Linked DNA regions of Triticum aestivum: region 1 is linked to region 2. The links are chromatin contacts, called in public Hi-C maps. All regions are on one chromosome and are shown on one strand. The core of a region is the stretch at or near the end of the contact, and the rest is flanking DNA. Distances in the headings are between cores, read along the strand shown. Region 1 holds the start of LOC123103067 (protein LEAD-SENSITIVE 1). Region 2 holds the start of LOC123103062 (cytochrome c-type biogenesis ccda-like chloroplastic protein 1).

Region 1 (7,634 bases), core at 355-2,854, 330 kb before region 2:
CTGAACAGAAACTTGTCTAAGAATGTTCCTGTCCCAATTTCATGTCCAACCGCTCTCGTAAAATGGATGACCATTCCATCTCCAGCATATATCCCTGAAAAATGGAATATCAAACTAGTCAGTACTACTGTATTATACATGACAACATATTAGCACATGTGTACAAGCAAACAAGTCAAGAGGACATCACGAACAAGTATTGCAGTAAGGAGCGTATGCATGGCGAAAACTAGGAAGCATAGGCAGCACTTGCGTGAGCGAAATGCGGCTTGAGAAGGAAGATATTAATCTATAAGATGCTATTCAAAGCCCACTAGTCTAACAAATGGCAAAAGCTTTGCAGGCCTTTGTATTACATAGAAAGCGGTCGAAAGCCAAATTACAAATGTACAGGATGGCCAAAGCTTGCAGTCGATTCTTAACCAGATTGAACAACCATGCGCACAACTTCTGCTGTATCTGAGTCACATAAAACTTGCCAACCCCTTCGCGCCAGCCTGAGCTGAGTGCTCACTTCACTGGGATCCTTGATGCCACATCCCACATAGCAGAGGAGATCCCAGAGTATGATTACCATGGTGTCGAAAACTCAAGTGCTCCCCTTCTGAATTCACATCCGCGCCCGCCTCCAGTGGTGCTGGTGCTGGTGCCGCTGGAAAGGTGGCCAATCATGCTGCGCTGAAGCATAGGCATCCACAGTTGATGAACCCAGACGCACTCGGCAAAGCGAGAATGAGCCGATCCTTCGCTGAAGGGCAACACTTGCAAAATCATGGTTATTGGGAACAACCCTCCTCATCACTGAGGAAAATCTTCCTCAACGGGGGCCAGCCCAGCCACCGGTCGCAATCTGTAGCCGGCAAACGTAAGTCCCCATTTAGGTAAAAGGCATTGCAGACGGAGGCCGCCAAATAGTCTGATTCAGAGATGAGGACATCTATTGTTGCAGGGCGTCTTCAAGGTGACCGTCATTTGACGGAAATATTTCCTCAACAGGGGGGCAGCCCAGACCCCCGTCGCAATCTGTAGCCGGCAAACCTAACATCTATTGTTGCAGGGCGTCTTCAAGGTGACCCCGGAGGACCAGGCGTGAGATTAATGGTGGCGGGGTGCTTAATTAATCCTCGGCCAACCAACGAACCAATTGACAGATATAGTTAGGGGAGATTGGTTGGGGGGAGAAGAATGAGGGGATTACCGACCGTGGTGGGCGTAGATGTAGGCGGTTCTCCACGAGTAGATGTGATCCCCGGCGGCGAGGGCCTCCCGGCCCACCCGATTCGACAGCACCCCCACCATCGACGAATCCAGCACTGGGGTCGAAATCGAAATCGAGTTCCCCAATCTGAAACGGCAGAGATCACCGGGGCCAGAGCATTACAGTCATCCTCGTCGCGCAAACCCTCGCCGCCTCGAACCCGAGGTGTGGCTTGCTTAGCGGCAAAGGATGCCCTGGGTGGATGAACGCGGATGGAGACGGCAATCGGTTAGGGCTGGTTGCTTGGTTAGGTTAGGAAGGAAGCAAGGGCACGAGGAAAGCGGCCGTTGCTCCCGCGTCCGTGCCCGCGACCGCGACCACCACGACTCTCTTTCTCTCTCGGGCCGGGACTGCTTGGTGTTTCCGCAAATTATACCTGGCCATCCGCCGGGCCGGGCCTGACCAAGCCCGAGGTAGAAAACTCAGGCCCGAGCTTGGCCTGGCCCAGTCGTCGGGTCTACTTTTCAGACCCAAGCCTGACCCGCCACTACAAAAGTCCGCCGGGCCTTTCCAGTAAAGCGCAAAAACAGCGGGCCCAGGCCCAGCCTGACCTTCGGCTCAAAACCTAGACCCAGGCCTAGCCCGGGCGCAGCGTCAGGCCGGGCCGGGTCGGGCTTTTTTGGGTCGGGCTGCCCATGGCCAGGACTAAGCGCAATCACCTTTTCATTCATACGCTTCTTTATGAAGAGAGTATTTTTTCCAAAAATAAATGAAGAGAGTATTTTTTCCAAAAATATTTTTATTTTTATATTTACAAAAGTAATTTTAGTTGTCAACCTGACTTTGCTAAAATACGTTTAATCGTGAGTTTTACTTTGGAAAGGCGCTCTAAATGTCAAGGTTGTGTGATATATATGCAACCTTGCGCCGCACAGGTCTATTATCTACGGGTAAGATGAATTTGACACCCTTGAAGCTTAGGTCTCTTCTAATGCACAAGTGCTTAGATGAGATGCTAAACTCATTGAAGTGTTTAACAACTAAAGTCCGCGATGTGTATATGCTTAACTTGTTGTACCTAAGCTTTCTTTGTTTAATTATTTAACAACTAAATTCTCTCCAACCTCACAAAAAAACTAAATTCTCTCATGTATTGGTGAACTTCCTTTATTTAAGTGTTTTGTGCAGATTTGCGCACTTAGCATTGTTTCTTCTCAGTTATCAAAGTGCTCTCTATCCTCCTTAATTGCTTTACCATGTTAATTTTTTGCTTATGTGGCATGCTTAACACATGCACACCATGAAGCACTGCGAAGGGCCTTATATATTCTGATCTATGTAAAATCAATATTGTGTTCACAAAGGTGAAAAAAAATATACTTAATGGCGTTGATAGATGATTTCACTAGATTTTGCTACTTGTATCTGTTCAAAACTAAAGATAAGGCTCTACACTACTTTGCAATATACAAAAATAAAAATTAGCTTGAAAATCAAATCAAACGAGTTCATTCAGATCGTAGTGGAGAGTACTTATCAAATGAATTCAACTCATTATGTGAGGACATGGTATTACTCGTGAGAGAATGTCTCAACATTTGCCTTAATTGGTCAAACGGAATTGTGAAACGAAAAAAATTCATATTCTAGCATATTTGATTAACGTCATGTTAGATATTTCGGGTTTATGAAAGGCATGATGGAGAGAAAAAATTGACATTTTACCATATCTTGAAGAACTTTGTGATGGATAGCTAGTTTACCTTCCTTTTTGTTCTTGACTAGTAGTGCTCATGCACTATTAAAAGGGTATAGTTGGGAGGCAAAGGACAAGCTCAAGTCATGATCAAGACACCCCATTTCCTAAACTGAACCCCAAAGCCAAATAGCTCGACGAATTCCCAAGCCAAAAGTTGTAAAAGTGCAACTTCAAGTTGGTCAAAATCTCCATTTATGCATCTGCAGTGCCAGAAAAGGAGTTGTTTTCAATCGGAGACCGCAATTTCCTCTGGGCCTTCTTGGGCTGGAGCCGAAGTCTCCGGGTCAGTCTCTCGTTGCTCTTGAGCGTGTACTGGAGTATCCAGGAAAGGGGTCGAAGTCTCTGAGGTACCCAGTTCCTAGTTGGTGCTCTGGCAGCGGGGTGATGACCCAGCCGAAGCTTTTGGCTCCTCTTATTGCTACTTTTGGGTTGGATCCGAAGCATCCAGGTACATCTGCCCAGAGCCTTTAGGCCTGACCTCAAGGCCCGATGCTGACTCGCTATTTGGCTCTAGCTCATCCTTCAAGAGCTAACCTTGTGCCTCAGGGCCATTTGGGTCAGAGACTACATGTCAAGACCTGACATCAGAGATGTGTGCAAATATAGTCATTCCATCAGCAAATGCATATAAAAGATTCCAAGCCCCTCCACACAACATGCAAGTTATATACATACACATAACATGCATGCTATGTGGGTGAAACAACATGTAACACAACATATAACTCTACAAAAAAACTGCAACATATATAGACAACAAATTTGAAACAGTAAAGTTTTGCAAATTAATTACTACAAATAAGGATCTCACAATAAGTTGTAAATCTCAGATCGGAAACATAAATATATCTTACTATAAGTGCACCTAGTGCCCCTTAGTGATTTTGGTGTATTGAAGACTTATAGGTTAAGGGACTAATGCGTTTGTGAGTGTACACAGGTCTATAAATCTATGAGGAGTTTGATATTTACGATGAAAGTCATCCCCTCAAAATGAATGTCTTCAGCTGAAGACTTTGGTTTTCTTCAAGACTTTGAAAGTGAAGAAATTGGTGTGACCGTGAAGACTTGATATTCATGCGAGGAATATGAAGCGTGAAGACTTTTATTTTCGTAGTTTCGTTTTCTCTTTCTTGAGTCCTAGGAAACATCGTACTGTTAAAGGGGGTCAAGGTAAAACCAAGGAAAAGTTTCCAAGTGATTCTCATCTCAAAATCCTACACCTAGCAATCCTTTCGAGTGAAGCCATTGGAAATCTCATGCAGTTCAGTCAATTTTTTCAGTGACAGAGACGAAGTTCTTCTGGTCTCTGAGGAATTTTTTCTGACCGAGGAGTTAGGAATTTGCCAGTGCGGATTACCTACAAGTGAGGAACATGATAGCCCTGAGGAATTTGATAGCCAAATTTCTGACCGTTGCTGAGCTACGCGCCAGCTGTCCCAAAATATCTACCCACCTAATGGTCATATCATTGAAGGGAATTTATGTCTTATCATGTCGGGCTGCTCCCTAGGCTATAAATAGCCGCACCTTACAACTACTAGCTGGTTGGCTGCTTCGCGAGAAACTGACACTTGTCATTGAGAGCATCCCATCCTCCAAGGACTTTGAGCAAAAATCATCAAGTGAGGAAAACCCAAACCCAAACACCTACAAACCCAAAGTGATTGAGCATCACTAAAGAGATTGTTCCTGTGTGGAACCGACGCTTATTACCTTTGAGGACTATGCATCCTCTAGACGGTTAGGCGTCATGGTCTAGAGCATCCAAGAGGAAATTGTGGATCACTGAGTGACCAAGTCTATGAAGGTTTGGAAGTCACCTGAAGACTTACCACGAGTGATTGGGCGAGGTCTGTGTGACCTTAGTTCAAGGAGAATACAGTGAGGACTGTGTGTCCGGGATTGTGTGTCCTCAGGTTTAAATACCTAGCTGCTCCAACCAGACGTACGACTGTCACAACAGTTGGAACTGGTCTACCAAATCATCGTCTTCACCAAGCTACTGGTTCTATTTCTTCAACCCTTCCATGTCCTCATTATTGTGTTGAAGTACTTGATCGTTGCTGTTTGAAGAATTTGACTGAAGACTTTCTCAATTTCCTCAATCTTGTTCTTCAGTCACTTCATCTTCAGCCTGCTTATCCTGTGTTTACGCTACTTGTACTTTGTGCTTGTTTTCATTTCATCATGATGAATGTGCTACTGCTCTGTTACACTTGCATCTGAGTACTTATTCCGCTGCTAGTCGTTCATGACTTAGGAATTTACTCTCCTTGAAATTCCCCAGTGGAATTTGTAAAAATCGCCTATTCACCCTCCCTCTAGTCTATATAACGCACTTTTAATTGGTATCAGAGCAAGGTACTCCCTTATTCTGTGTGATTTTGGTTTAACCACATGGAGTTTTAGTTATGTCGACCACAAGAATGAAGAAAGTGACATGCCCCATCTTTGACGGTCATGATTATCCCAAGTGGAAGGCCATGATGAAGAAGCGCCTCATGGCGATGAACAGCGAGCTATGGATCGTCACTGAGATTGGTGTTACCGATATTTGCAAGATGGCGGAGGCTAATGATATTCGCAAGTACACTCGACATGACATCATGGCGAAGGACATCATCTGCTCCTGCCTATCCCGAAATCAGTTCAAGAACATCATGCATCTCTGCCATGTGAAGCTTATCTGGGACCGACTCTCTGATGTCTATGAAGATCATCGAACTCGTCATGATCCCTGGTTTGAGGATTTCAAGGAATCGCTCAAAACGATGACTTTCGATCCTGAACCATCATCCTCTGCACCATGCCTCATGGCAAAAGGTGCCAAGGTAACCGAATGTTACTTATGTGAGTCTAGTAATGATGAATCTGGTGATGAATTTGGACCCAACTATACCAAGCTTGCCTCTCTTGCCACTAGACAACAAAAAGCTTTGGAAAAGGTTCAAAACATTCTAGATGAAAGCGATGATATGTTGGGTGAAGAAATGGATCGAACTCAAACTTTGACTGAAAATCTTCAGAGACTTCAGACTAAGTTTGACAACCTTCAAAGTCATCATAACACTCTCTTAACTCATCATGAGAAGCTTTCTTATGATTTTTTTTCAAAGAAAGCAAGATATTGAGAAACTGAGGGTGAGTTATGAAGATATTCACAAGGAACATGATTCATTGCTTGCTCAACAGATCATCTCCGCTTAGGTTGAATTCATTCCACCATGTTTTGAATGCATTGAACGCGAATCTGCTAATTCTTCACATGAAAGTTCGAATGCTTCTATTGCTGCAAATTCTTCAACTGTCTCTACTATCACAAATTCCTCATCTGAGGATACCACTAGTATCACTAACAATGTAGGGCTGAAGGAATTGTATGTGACAGGCATGTACAAAAACCTCAAAGGGCATCAGGCTCTTTGTGATGTGCTTAAAAAGAAGATCCTCAATAGGAACCCTAGGAAAGAGGGTATTGCCTTTGAGAGGAAACTCAATGTTGATGGGACCTACTGGAAACATGAGCAGTATCCTAGAACCTCATGGGTTGCTGCAAAAGGACCTCCCGTAGATCCATCATCTTTATATGGCTTTACATGTGAATCTTCATATTCTTCTGATGAGTCATTTGACTCCAACTATAAACTGTTCAAAAATCAGAATGGTGAAGGATTTGCTAGATATGTTGGAACTAACTGCAGGAGCGGTCCCCCTATGAAGAAAATCTGGGTTCCCAAAAGGTGCCTTGAAAGTCTTCAGGTGAATGTCATCATGACACCACATGTGAAAAAAAGGAACCCCGGATCGAATTCTTCATATGGACCAAAGTCTTCCTATGGATCCAAGTCCTCATATGGACCAAATTCCTCACGTGGATCAAATTCCTCATATGGATCAAAATCCTCATATGAACATCATCGTGCTAACACTTCTGCTTCACAGGGAAAGCCTAAGGGCTATGAATAAGTGCATTATTCTTCAAATCATTATGTTCATAAGTCCTCGAAGAATTTCTCTGCTTATTCATATGCTTACTCTAACCCCTCTTCTGTGAAACGAAGTGGATTGGCTTCTATGCCATCTTTCTCTTATGGAGCTCGTAGAATGATGAACTCTTTGCCACCCCTCCATATGTGGGTGGTGAATAAAAGGAACTAATCTCTTATGCAGGGTCAGGTCTCCAGACGAACTTAAACGTCTGAAGAATTTGCTGGAGACCTGAATATGCTTGAAAGGACGCAAGCTAATCATGAAGAAATGAATTTTCATTTCTCAGGTTCTCATACTGCTATATCTGCTATATTGTTTGATAAAATTGATCTGATGAATTTGATGTCATATTCTTCACTGCTAAAGTATATGAGTTCGTAAGATGCACTAATTCATCTACAGGATGATCAACCCAAAGCTACTGAGTGGGTCCTCGACAGTGGATGTACAAATCACATGACCGGTGACAAGAACTTATTGATGGACACTGCTTTATCTCCATCACATTTGAAGCATATCACCTATGCCGACAAAGGCAAAATCAAGGTATTGGGTCTAGGTAGGGTTGCAATCTCAAAGGATCAACACATGGACAAAGTCATGCTTGTCGAGTCCTTAGGATTCAACCTCATGTCTATCTTAATCCTTTGTGATCTTGATATGGTTGTTGTCTTTGGAAAGTAT
Region 2 (6,687 bases), core at 766-3,265:
TACCTAATATTATTACAGAAGCAATAGCAGAAACTTAAATTTCAACGAAAGGAATTACCACTGTGATTATGTTTTTACAATTATTTAAGGAAAAAAGAAACCACAATGAAATCAACTCCTAATCGATTTGGCTTTAAGACTGCATGGTAGAAAGATAAATTGATTAACATGCCCCAGTTTATGAATTTTCCTTTTGGTTTGTGATTTACCTCAAGTAGGTTCAGTCCCATGACGATTCCTAACCCAGAAGCAGCCACTGGGAGTCCTTGTCCTACTTGCCCATAAGCCTTTCCAGCAAAAGAAGCAGCAACACCAAGGATGGCTAAGGTTGTTGCCAGTCCTAATGAGAAAGCAACTGAATTTCCAACAACCTACTAGATAGAACAAAAACAACTCAATTTGTATCAGGTATGATACAGACTATCAATGAGCCAAACTAATCATGTAAGCGTCTTAGTACAGATTAGATGTTGCACATACATATTCTGACAGATAACGATGTTGCACATACATATTCTGACAGATAACCATTACCAATTTCTTTTGGTTCTTTTATGGCACGCAAAACCTGAATATGCTTAGTTATCTTAAATTACCTCAGCTCGATCTTTTCCAGAGCCAAAGGCACCTGGAAGATTTTAAAAGATGTGATATATCAATTCATTAGTGCTAACCAATTCTGGGTCAAAGAGATCATTTCAGAATAGCCACTATACTTGCCTATATATCCTAGAGTCAATGGCAGAACACTGAGTGTACAGGGAGACAAACTAGTTACAAGTCCAGCACCAAAAATTACTGCCAAGCTGGAGAATAGAGGAAAAGGTCAGAAAGAAAAGAGGTATGGATAGGAAGCAGAAAATTAAAGGATGCTGTGTCTACAGCAAATTAACTGCAGAGAAAGAAAGCTGACCTGGTGAAACTGAGAGCAGACAACTGATCCAGAACAGCCTCATTAGCTTGCTGCCCAGCTGAAAACAATAAACCTCCAAACCAATCTCCGATGCCTAAGTCAGCCAAGAGAAGTCCCAATGATCCTAGCTGAACAACAAGAAATGGTTTGGGGGGATCGCTCCACGTAAAGAAGGATTTTACCTTTTAGGTTTGCCAAGGGATGCAACAAGCAAGAAACAGGAAACACAGATATAGCCTAGATAGTTTGGAAGCACTTTGCAATAGCGTACTGATTGATTTTGATGCATGGTGTGCTGATTACGGCTTATGAAATTGGCTACGTGTTACACTACCAATCCAAATATCTTTCTCTTTTTTTCCGCGGGGTTAATCCAAATATCTTTGTAGATATTGACAGTCAAAGTTCGATTTTAGCTAATGCCTAAAACTAACAGCTTCTATAGAACAAGGAGGAAGCATCCAGGAACGATAAGAACAAAACAGATTTGAAGGCCCTCCATGTTGTCTCACCAGAGAATCCCCGAGGTCGGCAGCATTCGCAGCCCCAGCAGCAACCAGACTTCCCACTGAACGCAGAAACAGCAGTGTTCTCAGAGCCATGGCATCGAAAACGTTGCCAGCAAGAGATAAAAAAGTACACATAAGGTAAGCTTCAGGTTAGTACCGGCTACACATGACAGCACGATCGGGCGCGGGCGGAGGAGCGACCGCCTCACCACGGCCCCCGGCCTGGCTCCACGAGTCTCTGCGAATGTTTTTCTCACGTGATTATTATATACATAAAAACAGCAGATTGGGTGCCAGTGGAAGCACGAACACGCGGTAAGCGCGGAGACACACCTGTCGTAGGCGAGGAGGATGGGGTGGGGTTAGCAGCTCGCGCTGGGAGGTGTGGGCGGCGGGAGACCACGGGGCGGGTGCTCATGGCGACGGAGAGCATGGCGGGAGGGCGGGATGTTGTCGAGCAGAGGAGAGTGGAGAAAAAGTGTTTTTCGGCTGCGTCGCCCGAGAATAAAGTGAGCGTGTGGACAAGAGAAGAGATAAAAGCGTGTTGCGTGTCTGGTTCACGCTCTGGAGAGTTAGAGCAACTGCCGATCCAAACGGATAGCGATTTTTTTTGTCCATTTGGGTCGACCGTCCGTCCGGCGTCCGTTTATATGGGTCGGCAGCACGCTCAACATGCCAACCCAAATGTATAGGCATGGCCGGCTGGCCACCCAATTTTACATTGATTTGCATTCAAACATATTGTGAAATGAAATAACAAGCAAAATAGTTTAACCGCCCAAATAAATGGTAAACTTTTACAAGACAAATACAAATAAAAATGTTTCACATAGTTTTGCAAACGAATAAAAGAAGATACATTTATTGGTTGCCAACATGAGTCCACATATACTCAACCAAATCATTTTGCAGTTGCACGTGAGTTTCTCAATCACGCATGTCTTCAGCTATCGGCTCTCTCAAATACTCAGGGCCAAACACAGCAATCACAGCCTTGCAGAACTTATACAGTGATTCTAGGCATGTGGACTCGCTCATACGGACGTACTTGTCAATGAGATCATCAGGCACTCCATATGCAAGCATTTGGATGGCGGCAGTGCATTTCTGATAAGAGGAGAAACCAATCTTGCCGATGGCATCCTCTTTGCATTCAAAGTAGTCATCATAGCCGACCACTCCTTTTCTAATATAGTTGAAAACATGCCTACTCATACGAAACCGGCAGCGGAATTTATGATGTTTGAACAACGGGTTTGTTGCATCAAAATAGTCCTTCCAGAGAAGGAAATGCCCGCTCTCTCGGTTACGATTCAAAACCGGAAGGTGGCCCGAAATGGAGCCACTGAATAACGGTCGTTGGTTGTTGAGGTGGTGATGGACCAACACGGCAGCCAATATCTCCTCCTCGTCGTCGGACGACGAATCGTCGGAGTCGCAAAGGAAATTGTGAAAACAGAACTCGTCGGCGGAGTCCATTTTCGTACCTTGACAAACTGTCGAATAGCTTGCGACGTCGAAGAAAGAGACGGCCGACAAGGGGAGACGCGGCGCCCACAGACCAGCTAGCGGGCGTCTTCTTGGTCGCGGGCGGTTGTGCGGTGGGGGAAGCGGCGACGGGAACCAGTTTGCTCTCCGGCGACAAAACGGCGACGGCGGGCGACTAGGGGTAGGGGCGGCGTTGCTAGGCGGATGTGGAGGCGACGGCAGCTGGAAGAGTCGCCGGCAAAAATGGGCGGCGACGCCGATGACGGAGGAGGCGGGGCGAGAGTTGCTTGATGGCCGGAAGGTGAGAGAGGAGGCCAATGTGCCATAGACCAGCGGGCCCGAGGACAAGAGTAGGCGAGCGCGCGCGTCCGTCGCGTGTCCGCACCGATACAAATCAGGCTTAAAAATGTGTCGGAAATGGGTCGCTCACGGACAAAAAACGAACGCGTATCCGTTTAGATCAACGCGTTGCACCGTCTTCTATCCACGTCGATCCAAACAAATGACCGCGGACGAAATGGGTCACCCTATTAAAATTGCTCTTACTTGACTAATGGGTCGTGGCTGGTGAAAAAACATTTCTCATGAATACGCTCGTATCTACCTACTCCAGAGAAATGTATACATGATTAGTTTTCTCATAAGCGTGTTGCGTGGCTGGTGAAAAAACATGGGAGTAGTTACTATAGTTACTAAGCTCCCATGATTTTTTGGCCTCTCGTGGTTTGGGGGTTGTGGAGGGCTTTTTTTGGCCCATTTATGCTTTTTTTTCACTTGACACTAACAGCACGACGTGCACCATTTTTGTAACATCCTTTGCCACTACACTATATGCTGCACAGTCAATAATTAACCGATCAATTTACTGCTCTCGCAAAAAAAAACCCGCTTAATTTACTGCATGCTACGGTTAATGTTTTTATTAATGCTTAAATAAATAAACAACAGGTTGTCTTATACTTATGAGCCAATTTATAAATCGGTTAGAAAGGGTGCTTCAGCAAACAAAAGTGCTCTGCTTGCCTGCATACTATACCAGTAAGATCGTGCCTTCTGCCTTTAGAGCATCTCCAATAGAAAATGTAGGTGAAAAACGGGAAGTGCATGAATAAACCTGGGTACATATGAACCCACTTCGGAAAACATATTTCTAAATGCTAAAAAAAAATCTGAAAATGGTTGCACGGATACGTCTCCATGTTCTATGTGTGTGCATAAATTTTTCCAGAAAAATAACTTTTTTTATGGCATGTGCAAAAAAGACAAAAAATTATGTCGTGAAACGCTATTTAGAAGCACTGAAATTTGTCTTTTTTACAGAGACAAAACAAAAAAAATATTTTTGTGCTGCACACACATTTGCGAACATGTATACGTGAAATTTTCTTTTGAATTTTTTGACTTCTTAAAATGTGTTTAAAGTGCATTTTTTTGAAAAGTGGGTGCATATGCCCATGGATGCAAGAGGTGCCCTCTCGGTGAAAAACTAACTAACTAACTTTTGCATCTTTGAGATCAAAAAGCCACCTCTAATAAATGATGTAGATGTAAAAAAAATATCACCTGGCTAAATGATGTAAAATACAACACCTGGAGATGCAAATTTGCATCTCCACCTGCAGGTGATGTAAAACGGTTGGTCGCACGCCAACTGTTGTTTATTTCTTTTCTCCCCATTGTGCGTCTTCTTCCTCCGACCATCGCCCGCCCACCCACTCACCACGCCACCGTCGTCCCGTGCTAGATCCGGCCGCCAACCAATCCCGCTGTCGTTTCCGTGACTCCGTCGCCACAGCCCGCCTCGAATCGGGCTCGATTCGCCACCGTTGTCGCCGCTCGATTCTCCAGCACCGACATCTGATTCGCCACCGCCAAGCCCCCGCCCCGAGCCCTCACCCTATCGCCGCCCGCCACCAAGCCCCCGCCCCGAGCCCCCACCCCACCGCCTCTGTCGATTCGCCACCGCGAAGCCCCCGCCCCAAGCCCCCAACCCACCATCGCCTGACACCAAGCCGCCACCCCAAGCCCCCACCCCACCGCCGCCGCCTGATTTGCCACCGCAAAGCCCTAGCCCAGAGCCCCCACCTCACCGCCGCCCGCCAGCAAGCCCCCGCCCCACGCCGCCCGTCACCAAGCCCCCGTCCCGAGCCAACCAATTGTCACTACTATAATTCAGCAATATGCAATCCTTTTCACTGGATACTTTTATAAAAATGCTTAAACATGATTGTCACTTCTATATTGCAATCCTTTTTTCTTGAAAAATAGCACAACTAAATGACAATTACACACAACGAGCCAACCAATTGAAATAGACCACACACGAAATAAACATAGGGGACTTAACCCACGACTGAAGAATAGGCGCAGCAAAGCGCGCATCATGCTCTAGTCATTATATAATCATAGAAGGAACAACGGGGTAGAGAGTTACAACATTCTACATACACAAACCGGGCGTAGGAAACATCACATAAACAAAAGACGACAATGTTGCTCAACCCCAAACACAACTACTCCTTCCATTCCTAAATATAAGACGTTTTAGCAATTTGAACTGTCAAAACATCTTATTTTTAGAGACATGTAAAGTACAAAATTATTCTGAAATTAATGTGTTAACACCCTTGGCACCGGCCTTAGCCCAGGAGAAAGCCTCATCCTTGATGGTTTGCGCGAGCGAGATAGAGGGTTGTGTGTTGTTGAAAATGCAACTGTTTTGATGCCTTCAAATGAGCCATGTCGTTAGCAGAATGATATAAGTCACGTCCTTTTGCATGCCAGCAGATGTAGCGGACGTCATGGATGCCCATCACTGCAGAAAATCATCGTCGTCTGAGGGCAAAGTAGCATGGATTTTGTACCAGGAGAGGATGTCATATCAGACATGCCTCGAGAATGGGCAATGGAGAAGAAAGTGTTGCATGGTCTCGACAACTTGATCACAGAAAATGCAGACTTCGTTGTATGGAAGGATCTGCTTCACACTCTGGATCGATCAGAAGTTGCGAGGACCTTCAAATCGAGTTAAGGGCAAATTTCCGAGGTACTTACGTCCAATATGCTGATGTCAGCGACCTGTGTATCATGAAGCAGGGGAAGAATGAGTCAATACGTAACTATTGGACCCGACTCCTCAAAAAGAAGGACGAGATCGTGGACTGCAAGGACGCAGAGGCCATTACCGCATTCAAGCACGGCTCCGATAAAGAGTTCCTCTCCCTAGATGAAGCCTGGGACATCGTCGTAGCCAGGTCAGCTATCTACCACCACCAGCTTCGCCGCTATCAAGCCCACGGCATACGAGGTTGGGCATTCAACGTCAAAAATCTCGTTTTAACGTTGGTTTTAGGACAAGAAGGGGAAGCACAAGTTGTCGCCACCACAGGATGGTCCTTACATCATTGACAAAGTGCTCTCTGGTGGAGCATATCAGATTCGACACGCGGATAAGGGCTTCCTCGAGCCGTGTCCCTGGAACATTGCCCTGCTATGTCACTTTTATGCTTAGCTCCTTTCATTTATCTTAGTTCAGATTATTGTTTAGCTTGATCCAGACATTGTTGTGTGAATTAAATGAAGTTTGTTTACCCCCAAGTCAGGGTATCTTATATGCTTTTATGCCTTTATTTAATTTGACCGTGCTTGATAATTCGCCCTATCCGGTTTGCCTTGTTGTTTGATTTTGTCCATCCAGGCCGGACTTGAGGGATGTTACAGCCTTTATTTGAATTTGCGCTGCTAACTCGCCTAGTCAATTTTCTTGTTTAGTCATTT

The links. Hi-C and Micro-C count contacts between places; a contact is called where the count stands out from the background.
Region 1: a contact with region 2 is called in a Hi-C map of leaf, with 5 times the contacts expected there. The contact joins the promoter of LOC123103067 here to the promoter of LOC123103062 in region 2. A contact is called at or near these places in 3 of 5 Hi-C or Micro-C datasets (all in leaf).

Annotation. Positions count from the first base shown.
Region 1 is chr5A:307,761,958-307,769,591 of IWGSC CS RefSeq v2.1, reverse strand. It overlaps LOC123103067 (protein LEAD-SENSITIVE 1), which reads right to left and starts at 1,604. Exons shown (of 2, transcript XM_044524554.1): 1 at 1,203-1,604; 2 at 1-94. The coding sequence starts at 1,299.
Region 2 is chr5A:307,436,310-307,442,996 of IWGSC CS RefSeq v2.1, reverse strand. LOC123103062 (cytochrome c-type biogenesis ccda-like chloroplastic protein 1) reads right to left here and starts at 2,015. Exons shown (of 12, transcript XM_044524548.1): 1 at 1,756-2,015; 2 at 1,580-1,660; 3 at 1,426-1,481; 4 at 914-1,041; 5 at 721-806; 6 at 597-628; 7 at 210-371. The coding sequence starts at 1,855.